2 separate regions of the Rattus norvegicus genome follow, and region 2 is linked to region 1. A link is a contact called in public Hi-C data. All regions are on one chromosome and are shown on one strand. The core of a region is the stretch at or near the end of the contact, and the rest is flanking DNA. Distances in the headings are between cores, read along the strand shown. Region 1 holds the start of Cdca2 (cell division cycle associated 2). Region 2 holds the start of Dock5 (dedicator of cytokinesis 5).

Evidence for each region. A called contact is a pair of places that touch in the nucleus more often than the background predicts.
Region 2: a contact with region 1 is called in a Hi-C map of liver, with 3 times the contacts expected there. The contact joins the promoter of Dock5 here to the promoter of Cdca2 in region 1. A contact is called at or near these places in 7 of 12 Hi-C or Micro-C datasets (the Rat2 cell line, Schwann cells, frontal cortex and 3 more) and 1 of 1 datasets of contacts at active chromatin or transcription factors (oligodendrocytes).

The regions. Positions count from the first base shown.
Region 1 is chr15:46,113,819-46,119,166 of GRCr8, reverse strand. It overlaps Cdca2 (cell division cycle associated 2), which reads left to right and starts at 2,141. Exons shown (of 15, transcript NM_001107273.1): 1 at 2,141-2,312; 2 at 2,528-2,591; 3 at 2,680-2,853; 4 at 4,403-4,557. The coding sequence starts at 2,528. It overlaps Kctd9 (potassium channel tetramerization domain containing 9), which reads right to left and starts at 1,280. Exons shown (of 12, transcript NM_001108871.1): 1 at 1,158-1,280. The coding sequence starts at 1,205.
Region 2 is chr15:46,331,676-46,337,023 of GRCr8, reverse strand. Dock5 (dedicator of cytokinesis 5) reads left to right here and starts at 2,982. Exons shown (of 52, transcript NM_001372012.1): 1 at 2,982-3,203. The coding sequence starts at 3,161.

The sequences.
Region 1 (5,348 bases), core at 892-3,391:
TTTAGAAGTTTTAAAAAAATTTAAAAATACACCAAGAGCAACTCCCTTAATTTTTGGACAATAGCATTCTGTGAATTCAGAAGAGATTTAGAGAAGAGCTGAAGACTTATAGGAACCCTAATCGCTTTGACTTCATGGAGTCACACAACAGAGTTGACACTGGTGAAAGTGCATATCAATACAACTGGCAACACTAAATCTTTCAATAAAAAACGACACAGACTACTAGCCAACTCCAGAGTTGGTTAAGGAAGAGTTAACGATCAGAACTGACAGCTTTTCAGCATGTATTTCTGAAGCACTGTTGAGCTAATGTGAACACTATTTTTGTGTGAATATCAAATCTTTTAGGAAACTAAAATCAGAGCACAAACCCCACTGTGGATCAGATTTCCAGAATCTGTTTATTCAAAACTGCAGAATGGTTGAAAAACTCCGCCCCCCCCAACCCCCAACTTTAATGCCTTTGAATAGTTCTGCTGTGTATACGTAGGGGAATCAGAGTACTCTGGCCGATGTACCTTGAACTGAAACTTTAAAAAGGTTCATTATTTTTGAGACTTTAAACAGGCTTAGTTAATGTGTGGGGCAATCATTTAACCACACATTACTAGTCCGCCAGAAACAGCCAATATTTTCCAAAGAATAACTTTCAAGGGTGGGGCAAGAGGCAGCTGCAACATCGGAAAAATATTTAGCACCACGCCCTCCACGGAGGCCTAAATGCAGCTAAGGCTACTGTCAAATCAAGTCATTCCGAAAGTCTGCTGTCATCATCCTTTAAGGAACCAAAACAAGGCGACACAATAAAACGTGTATAAAAGTTTGCACAGTGGTGGGGCAAGGGGCCCGGGGCACCCTGAGAGATGAGGAAAGCGGTCCAGACCAGGTCCTCATTCTGAGGATGTCACTCGACTGTCCCCTGGAGTTTCCTTCTCCCGACCTGGCCAGGGTCACTCGCCTCTGTGATCACTGCCTCCTCCCCAGGCTGAGCATTACTCAGCACGGATAAGGACTGGAGGGCGCAGCGGGAAGATGGGAGGGGACCTCGGCCAGCTGCTCAGGTGACAGCGGCGCCTCGGAGCTCCGGTGGCCGAGCTGCCCGGGGCTGTCGGAGGCTGCGGGGGTCCCCGGGTCGCGCCCCCGCTGCCGCTTACCTTGCCGTTCCTCGGGCTGCCGTTCAAGAACAGCGTGACCCGCCGCATCGCTCCGCCCGCGCCGGGTCCTGAGGGAGCCGCCACCCTCTCTCCCGGCCCGCCACCCGCCGCGCTCCGCGCCCGCGAGACCCCTCCCGCCTCCCACCCGGACTCTCCGCCCTTCGCCACCTTCCTGGTCGGCCCCACACTCCTCACGCACGCACCCTCTGTCCCACACCCCAGGGTTGGCCGATCCTCCTTCCCACCCCGCCCCTAGGCTCCTCAGCCTGCTAGCGGCCCTTCCCCCAACCGCGCGCCCAGATTGACACTGACCTGCGCCAATCAACGGACCGCACTGGCCAGCATTAAGCCAATCAGCGTTCGGTTGGAGGGTGGGCTCAGAGTAATACTAGACGGCGGTGAAAGGAAAGAGAGGCTGAAAGCTGGTTGACGGAAAGGAGTATCTGCGAATCAGAACAGAAGCTACTGGCAAAGGGCCGCTCTAAGCGTTACTGAGCAGGCGCACGTCGGAGTGTAGGAGTGCTTATTTGCATAAAGAGAAGGAAGAGGCGGGACGCCAAAGTCCCATATACCAGTCAACTCCTCGCTGGGCTTTAGCTCCTCCTACTACACCCACCCACCGAGGTAACGGTTGGTATCTGGATTGGCTAATAGAGTAAACTATCCGGCGGTTCTGTCACGATTGGTCAGGTGATTCATTTTCGAAGTTTCCAGCAGCCAATCCAAGGTTAGAGGCGGGATTTGTTCGCAACTGAAGTATTGCTCCGCGGAACTCACCGGTAGTCCCCAGTACACCTTTTTGCCTCAGCTTCGTCTCTCCAGGGTCATTTCATGGCTGTCTGTGATTCTTCCGGAACACACAGAGTCTCCCTGCTCCGTCCGAGAGCACGAGAGTAAGGTCTGGAGGGAGCGGGATGCACACACACGTGGGCCACCGTTCCGCAAGATCCCTCCGCGGGGGCGTGGCCGCGGTTTGAATTTGCTGGCGGGCAAGCGGAGCTTGATCGCCTCCTCCGGACGTGGTGTGTCCAGGTGTGCAGCGACCTGCAGGAAGCCCTCCCGGTTCTTCCCGGGCCTCTGGTGCTCTCTGAAACGGAGCCTCCGCGACGCTTGTCGTAGTCGTCTGAGGGAACGCGCGGGGCCCGGGCGGGAGAGGTAGGCTTGCTATGCGTCCGGGGTTCAGGGATGCAAAGCCGGGACAAATCATTTCGGTCCGCTTTGTTTAGTCAATACTACCTCCCGCCGTTTCTTTAATCAGAACGTTCCAGCTTGTATTCCCGTGGTATTAATTGCGTTAGAGTTCCGTCGCATTCTTTTTGGCTTGTAGTGAGATTTTTTACATTTTATTCTTTAACTTCCTCATCTTCCAGATGGATACGAGTTCACACAACAAGCCTCTCTCTGAATCCAAGGAGTGTGTCCGTCATAATTCTGGTATGTGGTGACCTGTTGCCCTCGTTAAGTGGAAGGTTTGAGTGTTTTAATGTATTGTTTAACCCTCCAACGTGTTTTCCGTTTTCAGAAAATGACTTTTTTATCTTGGGTACCGGGCCGCTTGTGACCCCTCAGAAGCATGCAGCAGACATGACTCCTAATCTTTGCACCCCTGATACCTTTAAGTCACCTTTGGACTTCTCCACAGTAACCGTAGAGCAGTTGGGAATTACACCTGAAAGCTTTGTTAAGACCCCTTCAGGTAAGAGAAGCTCTTGTATAGTTTTTCAAGTTTAACAATAACTCTAGTAGTCCTGAATTATACATGTTATACTGTCTGACTCTTTCTGTGTGTATTTATACTGACCATGCAGACTTGCTTGTTTGGGGAGACTTTTCAGCAAATATAGCAGGGATCAAAAAGTCCTAGGGCTTCCAATATGACACAGTTTCTGAATCAGTTGTGCTTTGTGCCCACCAGTGTATTTCAAAATCAGAGGAAGTTGAAAGGCAGTTAAGAAAGTTAAAAGGGACAAGGCTTTGTGCCTCGTTCAAAAATCCCAAACAGAAAGACCCAGATATTGGTTTTCTTCAACCTCAGGAATGAAATTCCCAATGTCAAAGGAAATATAGGAAGAGAGTCCTTTGGGTTCTAGAACAGTGATTATAAAGAAGGATAATGAGACACTGGGGGAGCCAATCACACCGTGATACTGTGTAAGGCATGAACTAGGCAAAGCCAAAGTGACACTCATTCTGCATTGCTCCGAATTATCACATTAAAGACTAGATCCATTTTTGTGTACATAGCTGTGTGAGCAAAATTCAGGATGGCATGCTGAAGGTGAAGTAGCTTATCCCAGAGTAAAAAGAATTTTGAAAAAATATGAGCAGTGTGTCTCACCAGTCCTAACTTATATGGAAGCTCTGTTCCAAGGGCTGCAGCAAGTTTTTAGAACTAAAACTATGAATAAATCATAAAATAAAGATAATTTTTGCTACGCATACATACCAATGATCATGCTTAATTTATAAATTGGCCACAGTAAGAGATGTGGCCTACTTCTCTGTGGACAGGCTCTTAGAAACACACCCTATCCAAGATGTCCTCAAACTAGTTGAGTTTAGAATCAAGCTTGACCATTACAAACTATTCTCTCTCTACTCAAATACCCTATGGGCCCTTACAGGAAGCACTTCTTAGCTTAGCTGAATTGCTAGTATCACTGCTCTTGAGGCCAGGGTTGGCCAAAATAAAATAACGTTTGCAAGAACACAGTTACTGTACCAAACAGTGACTCTCTCACAGCCAGATAGCCAGAGAGTGACCTTAGGGTATATAGCATGCCCATTCAGGAGATTCATGTCAGGGTTAGATGTTGGTAGATAGTGGATTGTGTGCTGCTTGCAATGGTACGCTTTAAACTGTTCCCGTGTGATACTTTCAAGTCCGGATGGCTACAGTAAGTGAAACCACAACATACTGTAGTTTAGGTGCATGGTTGTTGCTATAAACAAGAGGAGAGTCTTAGCATCGAGCTGTTACTCCTGCCCTCTCTATGTATTGGAGCTATGGGGCACAAATGAAAACTAAAGGAGTATTTGTGGCCTTCTGTGTGCCAAGTGCTGATCTAGAAACGTGAGTTGAATCAGTGGTCAAGTGACAGTTCGTGCAGCGTTGCCAGTAGCTCTTCACTAAATTTTCTGTTACATGTGTGGACTCTGTTTTGTCTCTTATGGTGACCCATCACCAGCACAGGACCCAGCCATTGCCATGTTCCGTTCTGATTTATGGGAGTGTTTTGTTGCAGGAAAGTCATCATCTTCCCTTCAGAAGAACAGACGCCGTTCTACGGTTGGTGTGCGGGGCTCTCCAGAAACAAACTGTTTGATCCGCTTCATAGCTCAGCAGCGAAGCCTGAAGAAGGCTGTAAGGTCTCCAATGGCCCGCGATCCCTACTTAGAGGTATGTTTCCTCCCGCACGCTCCTGAGTTTTGTGAGGGAAATGGTTTTACTCGTCAAGGTTTCTACTTTCTAGCACTTTTCTACTCAGACCTTGGGGGAGACTGCCTTCCCTGTCTTGCAGGGACTGTGCAGGTAACACACTTGCTGGGTGTGTAACTTTAGTGAGATTAGTGGTCTTTACAGAAATGGCTTTCTGGAGAGGATTTCTGTTTTGTAAAATTTTCATGGAATGAGGAAAGCTCCCATCCCTTGGGTGTTTTCTTCCTGTGGCTTTTCTCTATTTCTAGTGTTTTCATAACTACTGGTTGGGCAGAGGAGAAAGAGAAACAATGGCTTGTCTTCTGGTGTGCTTAGCTCCTGGTTTTTCAGATGTTATTAAACTAGTGCATGCCCTAGCAGGTGAAATAGTTAAAGACTTAGGAAAGATACAGGTCCCGCCTATCACCCTGCGAAGGAAACCATTCTTACTCTAGAGCCATTCACTTGTGTTGTTTCCACTTCCTTCTTGTGCTGTGCAATGTGGTCTGTGCACAAGACAATTTCCTGTTCACTAATAAAACAACCTTGGGGTTTCCCTGAGTCCCGTTTTGAAGTTCCATGAAGTCAAACTGTTCTTCTAATTTTACTAAATTCTGGTCACTCAGAGAAAATAGTTTTAGTTTTTTAAATGTCTTTGAAGAATTAAAAATGATGAACTTCACTGCTATATCCCACTCCTCAATTATTGTATATAATGAAGTAAAAAGTCTGCATCAAACATTTCAGAAGTTTCTAGAAATGTGTGTGATCGA
Region 2 (5,348 bases), core at 1,733-4,232, 220 kb before region 1:
GGACTTTCAAACTGAGAATAGAACCATCTGATATAACAAAAGTGGGTGGACTTCAGTCAGTAGAGGGAAAAGAAAAAACACACTGGATTTTTTTTTTCTATTTTCCTCCAACTCTCTTAAAAGCAATCAATGGTTGCAAAGCCTGAAATCTCCTGAGTTCAAATTCAAACCTGGAGTTTTGGAAAGAACGTATAAGGACACCAAAGCATGAATCAATTGAAATGATACTGGTTGAAACCAAATTCCACAGAGTAAACGGATTAACACTCTAGCCTGGATTAAATGTTGGGGGAGGGGGGAAGCTTGCTTAAAGAACAAAGATTCATTTCCCTGCACATAGGTGACTGAGGGAAATCTGGGTAGCTCCTGCTCCAGGGCAGCCCAGATCTATATTCCAGACCAAGGTTGACAGCTCCTAAGGGTCTAGGGGGAGCAGTGGCTGAGCAGAGAAAGGGTGAGGAAGTTAAAGTCCTTGAAAATATTCAAAGGAAAACTTTGATCCAAAACAGAATATGAACAAGGATGATATCATGGAAGATCAACAATAAAAATGGCAGCCGTGATCACTAGTCGTTCAAGACCGGGGTCATACTTTGCTCCTCACACCCCAAAGCCAAGGTTTATAGAGCCTATGTGAATACCGAGTGAGAAAAGATTACAAAATAACAAAACAAACAAACAAAGCAAAATGAAAACCCAAAAGCAACAAAATAGAAGCACTTTTTTCCCCCATGCTTTTTCCAGAATCACTTGTTGCTAAAGCAGAGAGGCCAGTAAGCTTCACTGAGAATCCCTCTCTGCTGGCACTGTCTAGTTGGCGCCCCCTTCACTTTATGTCTAGAACTCCCGGCCCTTTTCACAACTGCCTACCATCCCAGGCTGTCTCCATTAAACTGACACCCTTAGCCCTTTAGAGTTGGTTCACAGCACAGCAGAAACAATTGGAAAGTGTCTGGTATCCCCACCAACACAAGCTCAAAACCTTTAGAATTTGTAATAACACAGGAAGTCCTCGTCCGGGTCATGGCCTTTACTTCTGCCTCTTGAACCAAGTTTCCTGTCTAACTCCCATCATTCACTGTCCAGGACTCTGCCAGTTTGGAGCCTGTTAGACCTGCTCCGTGGCCTTTGCGTTTGCCTTTCAGGCAGTCCAGAACACTTCCCTTTTTTTATCATGGGGTCATTCTCACTTCCGGTAGTTCTGCCTTTCAGTCTCTCCTTATCTCAGATGTCTTTCCAGATGCGTCTGTGTAAATCTCTGGCACCCATACTCCCCACGCTCCTGGCTAGTGTTTCTCTCTGGGGGCCTAGCCTCCTTTGGTATGCATTTCAAGTCTTAACTTCTTCCAACTGCTGCGTGAAGGTAGGAGTGTCATTTACCTCATTGCTGAAACTCCATTCCAGGAACAGTGCCCAACACATAGTAGGTCACTTATGGAGGAAGGAAGAAGAAATTATCTAACCTGGGTGGTTAAGTCACTGACCAAGAAGTTATTTTGGGAAGATGGTGGAAATCTTTGTGGATGTCAGGTCTACACTGATGGAAATAAGTCTTGCTGCGTATTATAAATAGATTCCTATTGGAACTTTTTCTTTCTTTTTTAGAGTGTTTCCTTAGCCATTTTTAATTTCTTCCTTTGAGAACTGTTTAGTACATAGCTCAGTTTGTAGTTTGGTTGGTTGTTTTCCTACTGCTTAAATTCTTTGGTGATTTTATATTTTTTAAGCACTCAGTATTTCGTACACAATGAACATGTAACTTTAAATTACAAAGGGAATAAATGACACATTATGTAATCATGCTTAACTTTAAATTCGCCCTTATCAAGAATAAAAATTGACATTTAAAAAAGTTGTGACCGAACCACTTTAAGACGGCCGAGGCACATAATGGGTACCTATTATGTTTCTTTCAACCAGGGCTCCAAGTTCATAACTTACTTTCTCAGGAGGAAAACCAGGATTAAAAAAAAATATTCAGACATGGTTTGCAAAAAGTCACCAGAGTTCACTCATCTCTAATCAAGCGTTACTGTCTTTTACTGTGTTTTAATTACACGTTCTGTTCTTGTCAGGTTCCAAACTGGCAAGAAAGCCTTCACATTCACAGATCCCAAAAACAACACAATTTCCCGCATGAGGTATTTTTTTTTTCAGATGGCGAAGCTAACTGGTTAGTTAGTTTGATATTTTACTTCTAAGTGTGAGGTGTCCCTTTACTAAGTAGCTTCTACTTCATTCTGAAGGCCTCTCCAAGGGGGAAGCGCGTCTACCCGCAGGCAGAGGGCGCCAAGCGCACCCCTGAGCAGTTCAACACACAGCTGCCTTTTGGAGTCCTCAGTCCCAGGCTGGAAAAGGACCCGGAAAGGGGATTGTCAGGGGTGGTAGATGTTCTGGCGTCCTCCACACAAGGAAGCCTTCTGGGCAGGGAGTCATTTGGAAAGGGGAACCTCTTAGAGCAGACTTCTTCCCCTAGTGTGAAAGTTTGAGTTGCTCCAACTGGGAGAAATAAGTCCCTGTGTTTGGGGTTTCCAGAGTTGAGCTTTGTCAAGTGTCCTAACAGAGGGTCCCCTAGATTGGATACTTCCGAAGCGCCCCGGTCCCCTTCAACAGTTCCCTGCGGACCTTGAAGCTCGGCTTCCGGCTCTCAGGGCTGCTGCAGACGCTCCCGGAGGCGAAGGCGGGAGCACACGGCTCATTCATTCAACAAATATTTATTGAGGTCCGGAGGCGACCAGTAACTCTCACCAGCTCCTCCTCCGCGCTCCGCAGCGCAGCCCGGGAGCGCTGGGGATTCGCAGAGCGGACGCTGGGAAGACAAGGCGGGCGGCTCCCGGCTGCGGCTCCAGCCGGGCGAGGCGGAGCCGGCGGGGGAGGCGGGCGGCCCCGGGGCGCAGAGGGCGCGGCCAGCGGGAGGAGCCGAGGCGGCGCCGGGGAGGGCGCGCAGGGCTGCACGACCGCCGGCCCCAGCAGGTGACCGCGGGCGAGCGGGCGTGCGTGCGGGGCACCGGGCGCAAGCGAGGCGGGACGGCGTGGACGCGGCCGGCGCGCCAAAGTCGCCCAAGTTTTGCCCGAACATGGCGGAGGAGTCCGACCGGCGCTGGGGCGCTCCGAGCACGAGTGGCTGTAGCCGCTAGCGCCGCGGGGCGAAGTCGTCGCCATGGCCCGTTGGATCCCTACCAAGAGGCAGAAGTACGGGGTTGGTGAGTGCTTGCCCCGCCCCACCCTCGTCTGAGCGCCACTGAGTCCACTTTGGCCCCGCGGAGCTGGCGCACACTCGGCTACTCGGTCCCGGTGCTGCAACCCCGAGATTTCAACCCGCTCTGATGTAAAAGTGCTTTTAGGCTTGGGGACTCAGATCCTTCCCCGTCCGAACCCCAACTCTAGTGGCGCGCACTGTGGGAGCGCGCGGGGTCCCCACTGCCGTAGGTGGTCAGCGAGGGCCGCACGTGGGATGGTGTGCTTTGCGAGCGTCCTTTCCCAGATCCCACTCGGAAGCCCCTAAGTCCCTCTCCTTCCCTCCCTCCCTCCCTAAGACTGCAGTCCCAGTCCCGACAGCAGTCAGAGACAAAATGGGAAGCCGAAGCTGCCAGTGGAGGTGATGGAAGAGGCAGGAAGTGTGTGGCGTGGGAAGGAGGGCAAGAGGGTCCGGGGGCTGTGTGTGAGAACAGCCATCTGACCTACTAGCATAGAGGGAGAGGTGTGACACAGCTTCCCTAAGGGGCAGGAAAGGGGTAGGTCCGGCGCTAGCGCGTGGCGTTTGTGTTCACAGTACGCTAGCGCTCCAGCGTCATTTCTGAACTCTGGCCTCTGGGTTTGGATCTGAAACCGTGGCGTTGAGAGATTGGACCCAGGTGGGAAAACTTTCCACTTTCACTTTTCATTGAGCCAGGTCAGGGAGGAAGCACTCACCTTTAGCAGGACGATTGCCATGACAATTGGACTTTAAATGGAGCCTCTGGGATAAACAAATGTGTTGTGTGAGAATTCTATCACTTTCTCCCAGGTCCACCCAGTTGGCACGATTGAAATGTAATCCCTTAATTCGTTCTGTCAGTGCACCTCTTTTCCTTCACATCCCAGACCTGCAAGAACACTGCCTAAAGTTATTAGTCTGCTGTGACATCTAAACTCATTTCAGACACATAATCCTATGTGCCTATGTAACCGGGACTCAGAACTCAGGCTTTAGTATATTATTAATTCCGTCCTTAGTATATTATAATTTGATGCAGATTGAAAGCCTGCAAATATATATCTATGTGTATATTCCCAAAACATTTTTTTTAATTTGGCTTTACTTTTAGAATTTTTGCTCCTCCGCATGGCTGCAGGCCATATGGATAGGTGAGGTTTCTTCAGTCCCAGATCACCAGGTCTTGACTTATCCTTGATAAGTACTTGGCTAGATACCTGCTAGTAAGTAGCTGGTCATTGTGTAAGTGAAATATGTGACAATCAGAGAGCATGCCCTGGCTTCCATCTTCTGCACCACAAGAGGACATTAATTTATTTAAGCAGTATAGAGTACTAGTTAATGAATAAGACATGCTTTCTAACTTTAACCTGGGTTACAAGTTGTTCCCAGCAAGTATGTTTCCGATGGTGTGCTGTATATAGTCATAGGCACAGGAGTAAGAATGTTTCCTGCATTTTCCCATATTTTGTAGTCAGGTTTTTGGTTATTTATCAGAGGGCATTGAAAGCGATTGAATAGTGTTTCCAGGGGACAGAGCTTAGCAAAGTTGTTCCAGGGTGTAATCTGGGACATTTACTTCGCTAAACACAGCAGATGCAGGTAGGTGTGGATGTTGAAGCACAGACTATGCACTCAAGTCAGGCATGAGTTTTCGTGTGTGTGTGTGTGTGTGTGTGGAGGGGGGTGTCTCTGCTCTTGTGTTCGGAAACCTTCCCGGGCTGCAGGAGACCCTGAGTTGTCAGAGCACCCACACTGAAGTCCCTATCCTCCTTTTGTGACACTGTAGAGAGTCCACTCACCTCTGTGGTTCAATATTCCATGGAGAGTCACTTCTGTGACTTCACTCTCTTGTGCTTGTGCCCCATCTGCAGGACTGTCCCCCCACCAGCCAAACGCTGCACCCCACACTCCAGCCTTTTTCCTTGTGGTTCACTTCTGCCTTCCGCTCCCTTCCTTCACTCTGCAGCTCTTCACTGCAATCTCTTGTGCCATCCCTTACTTTCTGCCTTATCCCATCTCCCCTACCAGGGACTGCTAGCCTCTTCGGCAGAACAGCTGGGACTGCTTGCTAGCAGCCAGGAGATCAGCTTTATTGACTGTTAATGTAGGAAGGCTTAGGGAGGGTCATTGGTGTCTCTTCTGGGATCCT